3 separate regions of the Mus musculus genome follow, and regions 1 and 2 are each linked to region 3. A link is a contact called in public Hi-C and promoter capture Hi-C data. All regions are on one chromosome and are shown on one strand. Each heading gives the region's core, a stretch centred on a gene start, on an enhancer-like site or on the middle of the called end of the contact. The rest is flanking DNA. Distances are from core to core; before and after follow the strand shown.

What was found. Promoter capture Hi-C pulls out the DNA fragments that hold promoters and counts their contacts. Hi-C and Micro-C count contacts between places; a contact is called where the count stands out from the background.
Region 1: a contact with region 3 is called in a Hi-C map of the G1E-ER4 cell line, with 2.4 times the contacts expected there. The contact joins the enhancer-like site here to the promoter of Idh3b in region 3. A contact is called at or near these places in 7 of 39 promoter capture datasets (the 3T3-L1 cell line, 3T3-L1-derived adipocytes, HPC-7-derived erythroid cells and 4 more), 2 of 15 datasets of contacts at CTCF or cohesin (large pre-B cells and pro-B cells), 18 of 484 Hi-C or Micro-C datasets (B cells, the G1E-ER4 cell line, the HPC-7 cell line and 11 more), 11 of 115 datasets of contacts at active chromatin or transcription factors (the 230-238 cell line, the NIH/3T3 cell line, the SCID.adh cell line and 8 more) and 4 of 9 other capture datasets (adipose tissue, embryonic stem cells, liver and 1 more).
Region 2: a promoter capture Hi-C map of neural stem cells shows a contact between it and region 3. The contact joins the enhancer-like site here to the promoter of Idh3b in region 3. A contact is called at or near these places in 2 of 39 promoter capture datasets (embryonic stem cells and neural stem cells), 1 of 484 Hi-C or Micro-C datasets (stem cell-derived neural stem cells), 2 of 115 datasets of contacts at active chromatin or transcription factors (embryonic stem cells and extraembryonic endoderm stem cells) and 2 of 9 other capture datasets (adipose tissue and liver).

Annotation. Positions count from the first base shown.
Region 1 is chr2:130,537,385-130,541,669 of GRCm38.p6, reverse strand. Ptpra (protein tyrosine phosphatase, receptor type, A) reads right to left here. Exons shown (of 21, transcript NM_001163688.1): 10 at 4,021-4,118; 11 at 1,916-2,035; 12 at 1,021-1,187; 13 at 240-375. Among named protein-coding and RNA genes, the nearest start is that of 4930473A02Rik, 24 kb to the left of the region's middle. Within about 2 kb of position 1,644, at least 81 of the 459 cell types and tissues checked have an H3K27ac peak or open chromatin away from gene starts, as enhancers often do. A contact at or near this core is called in the 230-238 cell line, B cells, the G1E-ER4 cell line and 6 more, where this site is marked.
Region 2 is chr2:130,493,523-130,497,909 of GRCm38.p6, reverse strand. All of the region lies in intron 1 of Ptpra (protein tyrosine phosphatase, receptor type, A), which reads right to left. Among named protein-coding and RNA genes, the nearest start is that of Gm52562, 44 kb to the right of the region's middle. RefSeq lists an enhancer at 4,054-4,387. Within about 2 kb of position 1,774, at least 108 of the 459 cell types and tissues checked have an H3K27ac peak or open chromatin away from gene starts, as enhancers often do. A contact at or near this core is called in adipose tissue, extraembryonic endoderm stem cells, neural stem cells and 1 more, where this site is marked.
Region 3 is chr2:130,282,599-130,287,181 of GRCm38.p6, reverse strand. Idh3b (isocitrate dehydrogenase 3 (NAD+) beta) reads left to right here and starts at 2,731. Exons shown (of 12, transcript NM_130884.4): 1 at 2,731-2,800; 2 at 2,934-3,011; 3 at 3,146-3,244; 4 at 3,353-3,473. The coding sequence starts at 2,765.

The DNA.
Region 1 (4,285 bases), core at 395-2,894, 260 kb before region 3:
TTCTAGAAGAAAAGCTAGTGCTTTTAACCACTGAGCCACCTCTCCAATCCCCATGCCTACTTTCTTTACGTATATGGCAGAAGGAAGGAACTAACATGTAATCTGTCCTTTGATCAACACATGCGTTCCATGCATGTGCATACACACTGTATGATGCCCATGCACAATGGAGTCCTCAGAGCAGGCAGGCGTCCTGGCAATAGAAAGCCTTTCCCCTGCCTCACCCGCTGGTCACTCACGTCTGTCTGTACCATCTGGCAGCGCTGGGCCCGGATCCGGCTCACAAACCCGTATACATCCACTTTGCGTTCCGAATGCATCATGTCCAGCATGGCATCGATGACAACAAAGGTGCCAGTGCGCCCTACACCTGCACTGTAGCCAGAGAGCATGGGGTTAGTGCGTTCAGGGGCAGGCAGGGCAGAGTGCACAGCTCAGGGGGCTCCAAGCAGACAAACTGTAATTCCTAATGGGACAGAACACTGAGCTAGTGTCAACAATCCTACTGAGCTAGGAGTTCCTGGTCTCTAGTTATCAGAGCCTGGGTACCCTGATATTTAAGGGTCTCAAGTTGTCAAGGGAACTGAGTCAGCCAACTGGCTTCACAGTGTGGTCTCTCTACTCCAGACCAAGGAGGGCTGCCCTCCTAAGAAGAAAGGTACATTAACGCCAATAAATATAATAGCAAGAGCAGATGATTTTATCTCATGCATTGTCAGGGGTATATACTGAAAATAATGGGAGCCAGGGAACAATTTCTATAACTGCAAATGCAGCTTTTGGAGGTAAGACATAGTCTCTGACTCAAGTCTTCCTTCATAGTTATTTCAGAACCAGAGTAAGCTGCCTAACTCCCCGGTCATATTCTCCACCTCAGAACAGAGCTGGAGGATTCCTTCTGGCTGCTGCCTGGGGTCCCAGCTATGCATGTCTTCTGTGTCAGCCCCCTGGGTCAGGTCCCTGCGCTGACCCCTTACTGGCCAAGGGGGCAGAAAGTGGCAAGAGTCAGGCCACACTGACCTGCAGTGGACCACGATAGCCCCTGCGTACTGAGGGTTACAGGCCTTCACCTTCTTGAGGAACTTGAGCATGCCAATTGGGGTGAAAGGCACCCCAAAGTCTGGCCAGCTGGTGAAGTGGAACTGAGTGATGAGGCGCTGTGGTTTCCTGTTGGTCACGTCGCCCACCTGTCAGTAAGGAGTGAAGTGTTTGTTCTGGTGACAAGGAGGGCAGCAGGAGGGCAGGCACACGTGACAGCGGTCAGGAGGCTGTGCAGCTGCTACCATGCTTGGCCTACAAACACAGCCAAACTCAAGAGAACTTTAGTGGCCTGGTCTGAGCCCAAGAACCGTTATGGTAAACAGCAGGGTTGGAGACATACACAGAGCGCAGGATCTCACTATGTACAACGGGCTGGTCTCCTAGTCAGAGATCCTCCTGCCTGTGCCTCTCAGCGCTGGGATCAAAGCACAGCTAGCAGGGCTCCGGATTCTTGGTAAATCCTCTTTCCATAGCACCCTGGACCCCAACAACCCCAATGTGGTTCAGACCTCCACGGTCACTCTGGAAGGTTTACAATAGTCCTGGCATAGCTTTGGTATAAGAGATCTTTAGCAAGGTGAACCCAGCATCCAGAAGACTGCCCCACTTCCTGAAACCCTCTTCACACGGCCTTGGCACGTTCAAGGCAAGAGCACTTTGCCTGAACAGGTCCCTTTCCTCCCAGCCATAAAAACACTGCTTATTTAACAGAGGAGTTCCTGGAGGTCAGATCCCTGGTTGCAGAACCCACACAGATGGTATATTGTGTGATTTCTGACCTCCTGAGTAAGAAGGGGACAACCCAGACCTTCCCACCCTCTTAATGGTTGGCAGACACCACACAAATGCCTGGATAGGAGGCAGAAGACTGTACCTGCTGGATGCAGAATTTCCGTACTGTGTAGTCCACCAGAACAGTCACATCCTCGACAGACACACGGACATTCCCATAGGTCCAGCAGCCTTGGTCTGGCCAGTATTGGGCACATTTACACTACAATGAAAACAGACACATGTCTCTCACTCAAGACTGCAGATGTAAATAAAGGGACTGAGAGAAAACCCCCCACAAAGCCTGTCTCTCCTCTGTCACGTCTGTCAGCTAAAGGGTTAGTTGCTGTAACTTATTTTCTCTTCAGCGGCACCCAGCCTTACTCACAGACCTCTCCATCTTTTCCACTCCTACCGCTCAGCTCAAGGCAAACAGGAAACTGTTTTACCACAAAACCTGCACCACCCAATCTCCCAGGTCAGGCTTTAGACACAAGCCTGTGTGAAGGAGGGACTGGCCAAATGCTGTGACAGAGCTACTACAGTGTACTCATACAAACTATTGGCTTGTTGTCTACCCAAGGTCTTCCTGCTGACTCAGCAGCTTCCAAGAGCTAACAGTTTGCTTGGTCGCCTTAGAGCATACTATCATAGACCCTGGTCCCAAACTACCCTTCTAAGCGCTCAACAATCCACAATGGATTGAGGTGACAGAGGGCCCTCCTTGAGAAAGTCATAAATGAGGATTCATCTCTGTGGGCTGATCTATGACTCAGTGTGGTGGTTTGAATGAGAATGGCCGCCATAGGCTCATAGATTTGAATGCTTAGTCATCAGGGCGTGGAATGACTTGAGAAGGATGAGGAGGTGTGGCATTTCTCTCTTCCTACTACCTGCAGATCCAGACGTAGAACTCTGTTATTCTCAAGCAACAAGCCTGCCTTCATGCTGCCATCTCCTCATCAAATGATAATGGGCTAAATCTTAGAAACTGTAAGCAAGCTCCAATAAAAGTGCTATCTTTTCTAAGAGTTACCTTGGTCATGGTGTTTCTTCACAGCAATAGAACAGTGACTAAAGCACTCAAGTTTGGCACTGGCTATGGCCCAGCTACAGAGCTGATCAGGCCAGGAAGTAAAAAGGAGCTGTTAGAAGCTGCCCCCAGGACCCTGTCCTCTCTCAGGCAGCAGGGTAGAGTTGGCCCTGGAAGCAGTGGTTACTGGTGAGCCTGCCCCATGGACATGTGAGTAGGAGAGCCAGCGGGCTGACCAGCTCAGACACTCTGAGGCCCAGATCTAGGGCTTTGAATTGGCTCATACCAACAACTACCCCATCAATGAACTGCTGGGAGTTCATGAACGGGCTGGTATTACAGATCAAAAACTATAGGATCTTCATGACATAGAGCAACAACGGGATACCCAAGAGGAGTCCCCAGTATCTATCAACAGAGTAGCAGAAGCCAGAGGCCTTTAACAGACCAGCAAGTCATTGCAATGAACAAATAAGCAAATAATATGGACGAAAGGGTGGACTGTGGGATACACTGTGACATACTAGAGATTTTTTTCTGAGTTGGGGGTGGGGAGGTAACAAGGGTGGAGGATGCATATGAAGGGAGAGAGAGATGAGTAAGATTCAGGTGCATGATGTGAAATTCACACACACACACACACACACACACACACACACACACACACACACACAAAGCAGCAGCAGCAGCAGCAGCCAACAGACTTGGTGTGGCTTCAGCTTCACTGCCCTCCTGCTGGCCACACCTATATTAGGGGCTCTGCTAATTTTATTCGTTTCTATGGTTCCCTCTATCAGCTTGAGGGTATACCAAAAGCTTTAGAAGGTGCTACAGGAAACTAAAGGAATAAGGGACCAGAGACACTGAGGGGAAAGCCTCTTGCCTTTTCTAGTTAATGGCCCACGTCTCCCTTCTTGGTTACTTTGGAATGAGAATGAGCTATTTTAATTCCAGACATGACAACGTGCCATGGACACCTCTAGCCCCTGTCCTGATACTCACCTGAAGTTTCCAGGCTACAGGAAGAGACACATTAGCCTGCCTGGACAATCTACTAGTGGAGTAACAGAAGAAAGAAGACAGCTAGGCTCCAGCTTAGAGCTCCAGCAGAGCAGACCCTCCATCTACCAGATATGCCAGATATACTGGGGCTTGCTTCTAAGTTTCCGGCTTACCTCCTTTCTCTCCTTCAGGTTGGTCACCATGACAATAGTAGCTGTGTTTTGTTCCCATATCATTCTCCAGAAGTCATTCACTGTTTCTTCTTTTGGTCCTAAAGCAGCCGAAGTGAGGATTGGAAAGGGGAAATAACTCTAGGATCTGAGACTACTCAGTCTGATTTTTGGAATTTTGTGCCTACATATCTTCAGGGGGATATCCACCTTATTATCCATTCATCCACCTGACAAGTGAATGTTTCCCATGTATCGACCATGTGTG
Region 2 (4,387 bases), core at 525-3,024, 210 kb before region 3:
GAAAGATATGCTTTCAGATCCCAGTCTTATGGAAAATATCTTCCAAGTGTGGGACAAATGTCAGCTGGGAGTCATTTCAAACTGCTCTGGGCCATCTCCTGGACCTGCTCAGGTGACCTGACTAGAAGGAGGGACCAGCCACTTCAGGCAACTACTCACTTGCTTAGCAATGTTTATTATTGGAAACAATACATAGCTATAATCCTTGATTGCTTGCTTTGTGACTTGTAATAGGCATTTATGTACCTTATTCTATTTAATTCTCATAATGTTATGAGTTAGATACTATTTTTCTAGAGATTAAGGAATTTGTTCAAGGCTACACAGTAATAAATGTTTACTGGTACTTAAACATTGGCTTTTCTAACTCTACAGCCCATTTTTTTCCTTTTAATTTACTAAATATTGGAGGATACAGAAATTAGATATAGACACTGTTAGCAGAGGCTTCATTTACCTGCAGAAGGCACAAACTATCCTGGATTATTACCAGTCATAAAAAGGTAGCCAAAAGGCAATAAAATGAGGTGGGAGAAGTACAAACTACAGAGGCAATTTTCAGTGAAGATGATGTAAAGCAAAACTTGGAAGAATACAAGTTAGCTAAGAGAATGACCAGGCTGTCAAAACAAAGAGGCCTTCAAAGCTTAAAATAGCTTGTCTTGTACCATCAGTGACAACAAGCCGAGAAGAGGCATAGGAATGTCTGCTGGTTACAGAGGACACCTGACAGACCACAGAAAGGATTGCTCATGGATTAGGAATTATTTACAGAGCAATGAGGACTACTAGACAGTTGCACCAGAGAATAAGCCCTACCCCTGGCACTGGTGATGAATCAGGAGATCTCAATCTCATGGACCTTCCCTCTCCTATATACTCTTAAATCCCGAGACTGTGGAGTTGTGGCAGGACTACGTGCAGCTGGAACAGTGGGGAGTGGTGACGGGTATTTCAGGACAATGGTTCAGGAGGTAACAATAGCTGCTCAGATATCAAGATGGCAATGGCCATGTCATGCTCAGAGGACACAGTTCTAACACAGGCATCAAGCAGGACCTCAATACAAACCTGGAAACAGCAGACAAGTGTCTGAGAGGATGAAGCAAGGGACATGATGCACATGAGACAAGATGAGGCAGCCAATACATCACCAAAGGGCTGTTGCCCACGGTAAGAAGATTTTTAAAATTTCCTCATAATAAAAAGTTCTGATTTACTGGTGAACACAACTGTGAAATACCAATGGTTAGAGTGTAAGGAAACTGACAGAATAATCTGGAATTTGGAACAGTTAACAGGATAGAAGCTCCATCCTGTTAACTGACTGTGAGGTGAGGGGAGTCACTGACCAAAGCCTTCAGAAGAAATACAGCCAGTAAAGCAAGAGGAACTAGAGGAGGGGAAGACTAGCTCCTAAGACAGACTCCAGAGAGAATACCAGTGTAGAGTTCCTCAGATGCTGGGGGATGCATGGCCCACGTGTTGGATTTAAGTGAATTACAATGTCGTAGGCAGAGGATGGCCAGGTTCTGGGGCACACAGACGGGAGGTGATGGATGAGTTTACTTGTGAATGTGCAGAATGCACAGTACTACAGAACACGCTGTATCTGCCAGGGCAATGGGAGAAGGGGCAGAGCAGCACACAGGCAATGACAGGGCAGCTGCCATCAAAGTCAGGCAAAAAGCCAAGGGAGGGACAAAGGCAGCTGATCAGGTGACAAATGCAGTAATGAGCAAGCCAGGCAGAAGACATCGAAAGAAGCAGTCGGTGGATGCAGAGCAGGGAGCTGACACTGCCTGAGAGGGTGGGCAGGGAGCAAGGAGAGACACTAAGAGAAAGAGAATGAAAGAGAGCTGGCTGGGAGCTCTGGAGGGAGGTCCCTAACACAAACACTGCACCCTCTTTTTTCTCCAGGCTTTGGCAACCACCACTGTACTTTCTGAGTTTGAGTTTTACCATTCTTTGGGATCCTATAATATTTGACCTCTTGTATCTGGCTTTTTTCACTTAGTAAAACTCAGGGTATGTTCCTGAATTTCTATTACATATTTGTGATTTTTCAGTCCTGGGGATTGAACCCAGGTCTATTTCCAGGCTCTTTAACTGAATCAGGGAGCTCCAGGTTCAGTGTGGAACGCTGGCTCAAAAAAAAAAAAAAAAAATGGGGAAAACTGATTAAGGAAGATATATCCAATACTGACCTGCGTTCTCCTGCCACACTCTCCTTCCTTCCCAATACACACGCAACTAAATAAAAAGGAAATCAGGCAGGAAAGGTCAAATACTCTGAAATTCTGAGAGTAGTAAAGTCCAGAATCAGAACAAACATGCAGTGTTGGTGGCTATAGGTGGTGGGAAGGAGGAAGGAGTGTCGATGTGTGAGGAGTACAGGCTCAGCTGAAGATGGAAGACTTTTACATATGGATGTGACAGCTGCACGACAATGTGACGTGTATACAAAGCACCATTTTATTTATCTGTTTATTTGTTGATTTATTTGTTTTTTTTTGTTGTGTTTTTACTTTTTTTTTTGGAGACAGGATGTAATGGTTTGTATATGCTCGGCCAAGGGAGTGGCACTAGTAGGTGTGTCACTGTGGGCGGGGACTTTAAAACCCTCATCCTAGCTGCCTAGAAGCAAGTATTCTGCTAGCAGCCTTCAGATCAAGATGTAGAACTCTCAGCTCCTCCTGCACCATGCCTGCCTGGATGCTGCCATGCTCCTGTCTTGATGATAATAAACTGAACCTCTGAACCTGTAAGCCAGCCCCAATTAAATTATAAGAGTTGCCTTGGTCATGGTGTCTGCTCACAGCAGTAAAACCCTGACTAAGACAGAGGATCTCTCTACAAAGCCCTGGCCGACCTGGAACTGACAATGTAAACCAGGCTAACCTGAATTTACAGACCTTCACTTGAACCATGACACTTGGTATAAAATAACATTAAAAAAAACACAACAAAACAAAACAAAATAAAACAGAGTAAACAGAAAAATTAAGACAAGTCATAAATAGGTAGAAATCTTAAAATTTTCTCGCTAATAAAGGGTGGCTTTATTAGCTAGACACAGATACTTTAATAAAAATGCATGTAAGGGTATAGTAGCAGAGCACTGGTCTTAGCATTCGTTAAGATCCTGGGTTAACCAAACTACCCACAAAACTTTCAACCCAAAATTTATCCTGTTTACAAGTAATGCAGGCATAGGGGATGGAGCCAGAAACTAGGGGAATGCCCAGTCAATATTCAGTCCAACTTGAGACCCCTTCCATGGGCAAGCACCAATCCCTAACACTACTGATACTATAATGCTTACAGACAAGAGCATGTAGCCCTCTGAGAGGCTCCACCCAGCAGATGACTCAGACAGATACGGACACCCACAGCCAAACAGTGGATGGAGCTTGGGGATTCTTATAGAAGAATAGGAGGAAGGATTGCAGGCCCCGAAGGGGATAAGAATGTCACAGGAAGACCAACAGAATCGACTAACCTAGATCCTTCGGGGGCTCTCAGGGTCTGAACCATCAACCAAAGTACATAGATGGGCTGGACCTAGGCCTCCTGCACATATGAGGCAGATGTGCAGCTTGGTTTCATGTGGGTCCCAAACAACTGGAGCAGGGGCTATCCCAAAAGCTGTTGCCTGTAATGTGGGATATGTTCTACTAGGTGGGTTACTTTGTCTGGTCTCAGTGGGAGAGGAAGCACCTAGCGTTGTAGAGACTTGAAGTGCCAGGGTGGCAGGGATCCTAAAGGGGACCCCCACCTGCTCAGAGGAAAAGGGGAGGGAAGATGAGGGAAGGGTTGTGGGAGGAGGCGAGCGGGAGGGGGCCGTGAATGGGATGCAAAGTGAATAAGTAAAATAAATAAATAAATAAATAAAATTAAAAGAAGAATTAAAAAAAAATCCTGGGTTAAGCCAGGCTGTGTGGTGCACATCTTTAATCCCAGAACTCAGAGGCAGATCTCTGAATTTGAGGCCAGTCTGGTCTACAGAGTCAGTTTCAGGACACCAGAGATACACAGAGAAACCCAGTCTTGAACCCCATCACCCTCCTTTAAAAGATCCTGGGGTTAGACCCAACACTGTAAAATGACAACAAATGAAGGTATTTGGAAGACAAGCACATGAAAAAAATGTGAGAATCACTAATCATCTGGGAAGTGCAAAATACCAGCATACTGTTAAAATGAAACAACAAGCACACACAATCAAAAACAGAAGGTAAAAATTAATATGAATGCAAAGTGGAAGCATCTAGATGTGGTATATGGAACGATTAATATTATCAATAATTTTAAGGCAAATGACTTGAAAACTTAAATGTAACATATAAGAAAGTTAATCACGATCAATTTGAATTTATCCAAAATA
Region 3 (4,583 bases), core at 1,482-3,981:
TTTATGTATGGTTCTCCTGCAGAATACTTACTGGGAACATGTGAGGCCCTGGGTTCTGTCCCCAGCACCATAAAACAAACAAACAAACAAACAAACAAGCAAGCAAGAGTGTCATGTTGAGGTGGAAAGACCTTTTTGAGTTTGAAAAGACCTAGGTTCCAGGTAAGTCCCAGGATTAAAAAACAAAAGCCTCAATGTTTCCATCTGTAGAATTATAACATATGCTTTCCTTCCACTTAGAGCCATACCACATTAGAGGTTTGTCTGGGATACAGAAGTCCTTAGCTTATAAAGTAGGTTAAACCACAATTTTTATCTTTGTTTTTTACATTTGTTTAGTGTGTCTGTGCATATGCATACACATGCATTTAAAAGTTCAATAGACATCAGCTATTACTTCATTTATTTTTAGAATGCCGTTTCTCCTGCCAGAAAGATGAGTGATTGGATTCCCTACATGATCTTGGCCACTGCATCTCTATTATTGGTTGCCATGGTCTTTCCTCTCCTCATCTCTCTTCACACTCTGATCCCTTTTCCTTCTAGGACAGTTCTTGCCACAGGAACCCTCAGATCTCCACATTTGCTGTAGCTTAGAGTTATTAACATTGAGCGACTCAGTCCAGTCTGTCTGGACCAATGGTTTCCTTTGCATGAGTTACTCAAGCTCCTCCATTGCTTGCTCACAGTATACACTCAGAACCACCGTCCGGTAAGAGTATAGGAGATTCCTAACATCGCCAAAACCCCTCTCATGTCTAATCCAAAACAACACATGCCTCTAGTGGGCACTTCCAAATCTGACTTCTTTTTGAAGGTTATGTGAATATGTCATATAGTACTGGTGGTCGTCTAGGGGAGTGCCAGGTTTGTTCCTTGAAATGGACAGAGAACTGAGTGTTCAAGAAAGACAGAAGACCAAGCCATAGAGAAAGCAAAAGTAGAAGTTTTATCTTTTCGAATTGGGAGAGGCCCTAAAGCTGGGAGTCCACTATATTGATGCTGTTTGTGTATTTTTAAAAATATTTATTTTATGTGTATGCCCTTGAGTGTATGTATGTGCATCATATGCATACAAGGGTCAGAAGAAGTATTGGATCCCCAGGAACTGGAATTACAGATGGTTGTGAGCTGTCATGTGGGTGCCGGGAACAAAATCTGGGTCCTCTGCAAGAGCAGTAAATGCTCGTAACTACGGAGCAGCCTCTACCCACCCCCATGTATCTGCTTGTGTACTTTATAGGGCCCTAGAGTCTTCTCCCTGATGGTCCTGCTCAGATACCTGATGTGCCTTGAGTGAAAATGGCCAGTTTGAACTGGAGAGAGAGAGAGAGAGAGAGAGCCCAGCTGCTTCCTGATCTTGCTGCCGTCCCTTCCCCTCTGTGGTGACTGGGGTCTCCTGGAGCCATGAGCTAAAGTAAATCTGTTCTTTCGAAAGCTGCTTTTGTCTGTGTTTTGTCCCAACAATGATAAAAGTAATTGATACAAGTCCATTAGGCAGGCATGGGGTACACGCCTTTAATCCTAGCACTTAGAAAGCAAAGAGGCAGGTGGATCTCTCTGAGTTCCAGGTCAGCCTGGTCTACATAGGAAGTTATAGGTCAACCAGGGATATAAAGAGAGATCCTGTCTCAACAAAACATACATGCCTGTTCTGATACACTTTCCGTGTAGCACTCAATAAATTATATGAGATACTCAACATTCTATTATAAAATAGACACTGGGTTTAGCAATCTAATGGAGTTTTGAGAGGAGATGATATAGAGGACCCGCCCCCCATCCAGGATCCCTGGGGACATAACTAAGCAGCTAAATCAATGTCAGTAACTCTTTATTTCCAGAAGTAGTGGGAGAGAAACTATCAGCTATCATGATGAATGAGTTTTCTGTTTACTGCATGAGAACAAATTCATGAGTGAAACACACACAGATCTATAATCAAACTATTGAAAACACACCATTTCACCTGTAATACATACATGGCTAGAGGTGCCCTGCAGGATAGTTATAATCTTCATCATATGTACAAAGGAGAATGTACAGGGATATACACAGCAATGTTGCTGAGAAGAGCCCAAATCAGATTTCATACTAGGTATCTGCCTATTTAAGAAAGGATTAAGCAATTTAGTAAATTTAAATTATAGCATACTATACAGTGGAGCAAAAGAATTAGCTTTTATTTTTCAGCTTCTTTTTTTTTTTTTCCAGGATGTGGTGGTGCACACCTTTAATTCCAGCACTTGGGAGGTGGAGGCAGGCGGGTCTATGAGTTTGAGGCCAGCCTGGTCTACAGAGCTACCTCATCAACTCCAAGTTAGTTTTCTTATCATAACCAGTTTTCTTTGTAATCTGAATTATTTTACCTATTTAAAAGAATTCTAAGTGACTAACAGTGAGTACTAGTTAAGAGAATAACGCATAACAGAACATTCAAACATTCACAAATTCCCAAGACTTCTCAACTTATTGTTAAACTCACATCCTTGTTCAATACTTGGCCATATATATTTGGATGTTGTTTTGAATTTTCAAGAGAAATTAAATCTGACGAGTGAAAACAAAGCAAACAGACAAACTGGTTGTGTGTCCTGTGACCCTACATTACCAAACAGAAGGAGAGAACTCAAGTGAATCCGTACACACCGCCGATTGGTACGGGAGAAAGAACCGCCAAGCTCGCCAGGGCTGACAGGAAGTCCAGCTCCCACGACCGCGCTCGCTTCCGGCGTCACTTCCCCCGCGACTTCCTCGGCCGAACATGGCAGCGCTGAGCAATGTCCGCTGGCTGACCCGAGTGAGGCCCGGGACGACCTGAGCGGAGGGTGGGCGGGAGAACAGAGGGTTTGTCCGCGGTTTCCAAAAGAAGGCAAGGTCATCGCGGTGTAAGGGGCCGCGGTGTCCCCGATCTGACCTTGTGTCTGTCGCAGGCGGTGCTCGCCGCTCGGAACTCCGGGGCATGGAGAGGTCTCGGAACATCTACGGCTCACGCCGCTTCCCAGAGCCAGGTACGCTTGAGTCCAGCTTCGTTCTCGCCCATCCTTGTCGCCTCCTTGCCGCTCCCCTGGGTTTCCCCTCCCCACCTCTTTCCCTCTGACTCCCACTTCTGCCCCTGCTCCATCTCTGCTGGCCCCACTCACAGGCACAAGATGTGAGGGTGGAGGGTGCCTTTCCTGTGACCATGCTGCCTGGAGACGGCGTGGGGCCAGAGCTCATGCATGCTGTCAAGGAAGTGTTCAAGGTGAATAGCCCGGGGCGGGGGATGGGTGGCGGATCAGGCTACAGGGATGGATGGGTTGTTGGAAAGTTCAGACCTGACCCAGCCCTGTGCTTGGACTTATCCCTGAAGGCTGCTGCTGTCCCTGTGGAATTTAAGGAGCATCATCTGAGCGAGGTGCAGAATATGGCTTCTGAGGAGAAGCTGGAGCAGGTGCTGAGTTCCATGAAGGAGAACAAAGTTGCCATCATTGGTTTGTATGGCACTCTGTCATTTAAGAGCAGTGTTCATAAAGCCCCTCTCTCTGCAGTGTGTATATATCAGTTTTCCAGACTGGCCTCTACTGACATTTAGGAATTTGTTTCTTCTCAGTGGCAAACCAGGAGTTAGTGATGTCAGGAAGGGGTTGGGACCTGCTGAGGCTGTGTCACCGGGGTCAGACCCTGTTAGTTGTGTCTGCGTGCCCATTCTTTTTTGGTTTGTTCATTTATTGTTTGTTGTTGTTGTTGTTGTTGTTGTTAGTTTTTCCAGGTAGGGTTTCTCTGTGTAGCCCCGGCTGTTCTGGAACTCTCTGTAGACCAGGCTGGACTCGAACTCACAGAGATCTGCCTGCCTCTGCCTCTCTGCTCTCTGCCTCTGCCTCCCAAGGGCTGAGATTAAAGGCACGGCCACCCTAACCCAGTGTGCGCTGATCATTCTAACCACTCCATTTCTTCTCTTGTGCTGTTTTATTCCCCATATTGGATTTTTAAAAATTTATTTATTTATTTATTTATTTAGCTTGTAGGTTTCCTCCTATAGACCCACTTTCTTGGACAGCCTCACTTGCAGGGCCAGCTTTTGCAGAGGAAAGTCAGTTCTTTATAATCTGGCCCCTGATGTTCCTGTTTTCCTTTCTACAATTTGTTCTGTGCGTTGCTCACAATCCGCTGTCCTAATTGTCCTGTATATGTCACTGTGTCACCTATCAGGATCTCCACTCACTTGTGGCATTAGTTTCCTATGACTGCCATTGGATGCTACTGAAAATAACATATATAATTCAGTTCCTGAAGCTACAGTCCCTCTAAGTTCCTTGGGGCAAGTTTGATCCTCACCAGCAAAATACCCAATTTCCTTTTCTTGTTTTTTCTTTGTGCACAACTACTATCAAATGGCAATCAACCAACAACCCCTCTCTGCTTCTCAGGACCCTAACATTTCTATACCCTCTTGAAAAGCTCCCACAATTCTAAATGTTACATAATCACAAAAACTACCTGATCCCAGGCAAAACCACACCCGGCATGAGGCAAATCTTAGTCAACTGCTGTGAAGAGTCTGAAGCAGACCTGTATCCCACACCTGGGAATAAAACAAAAAC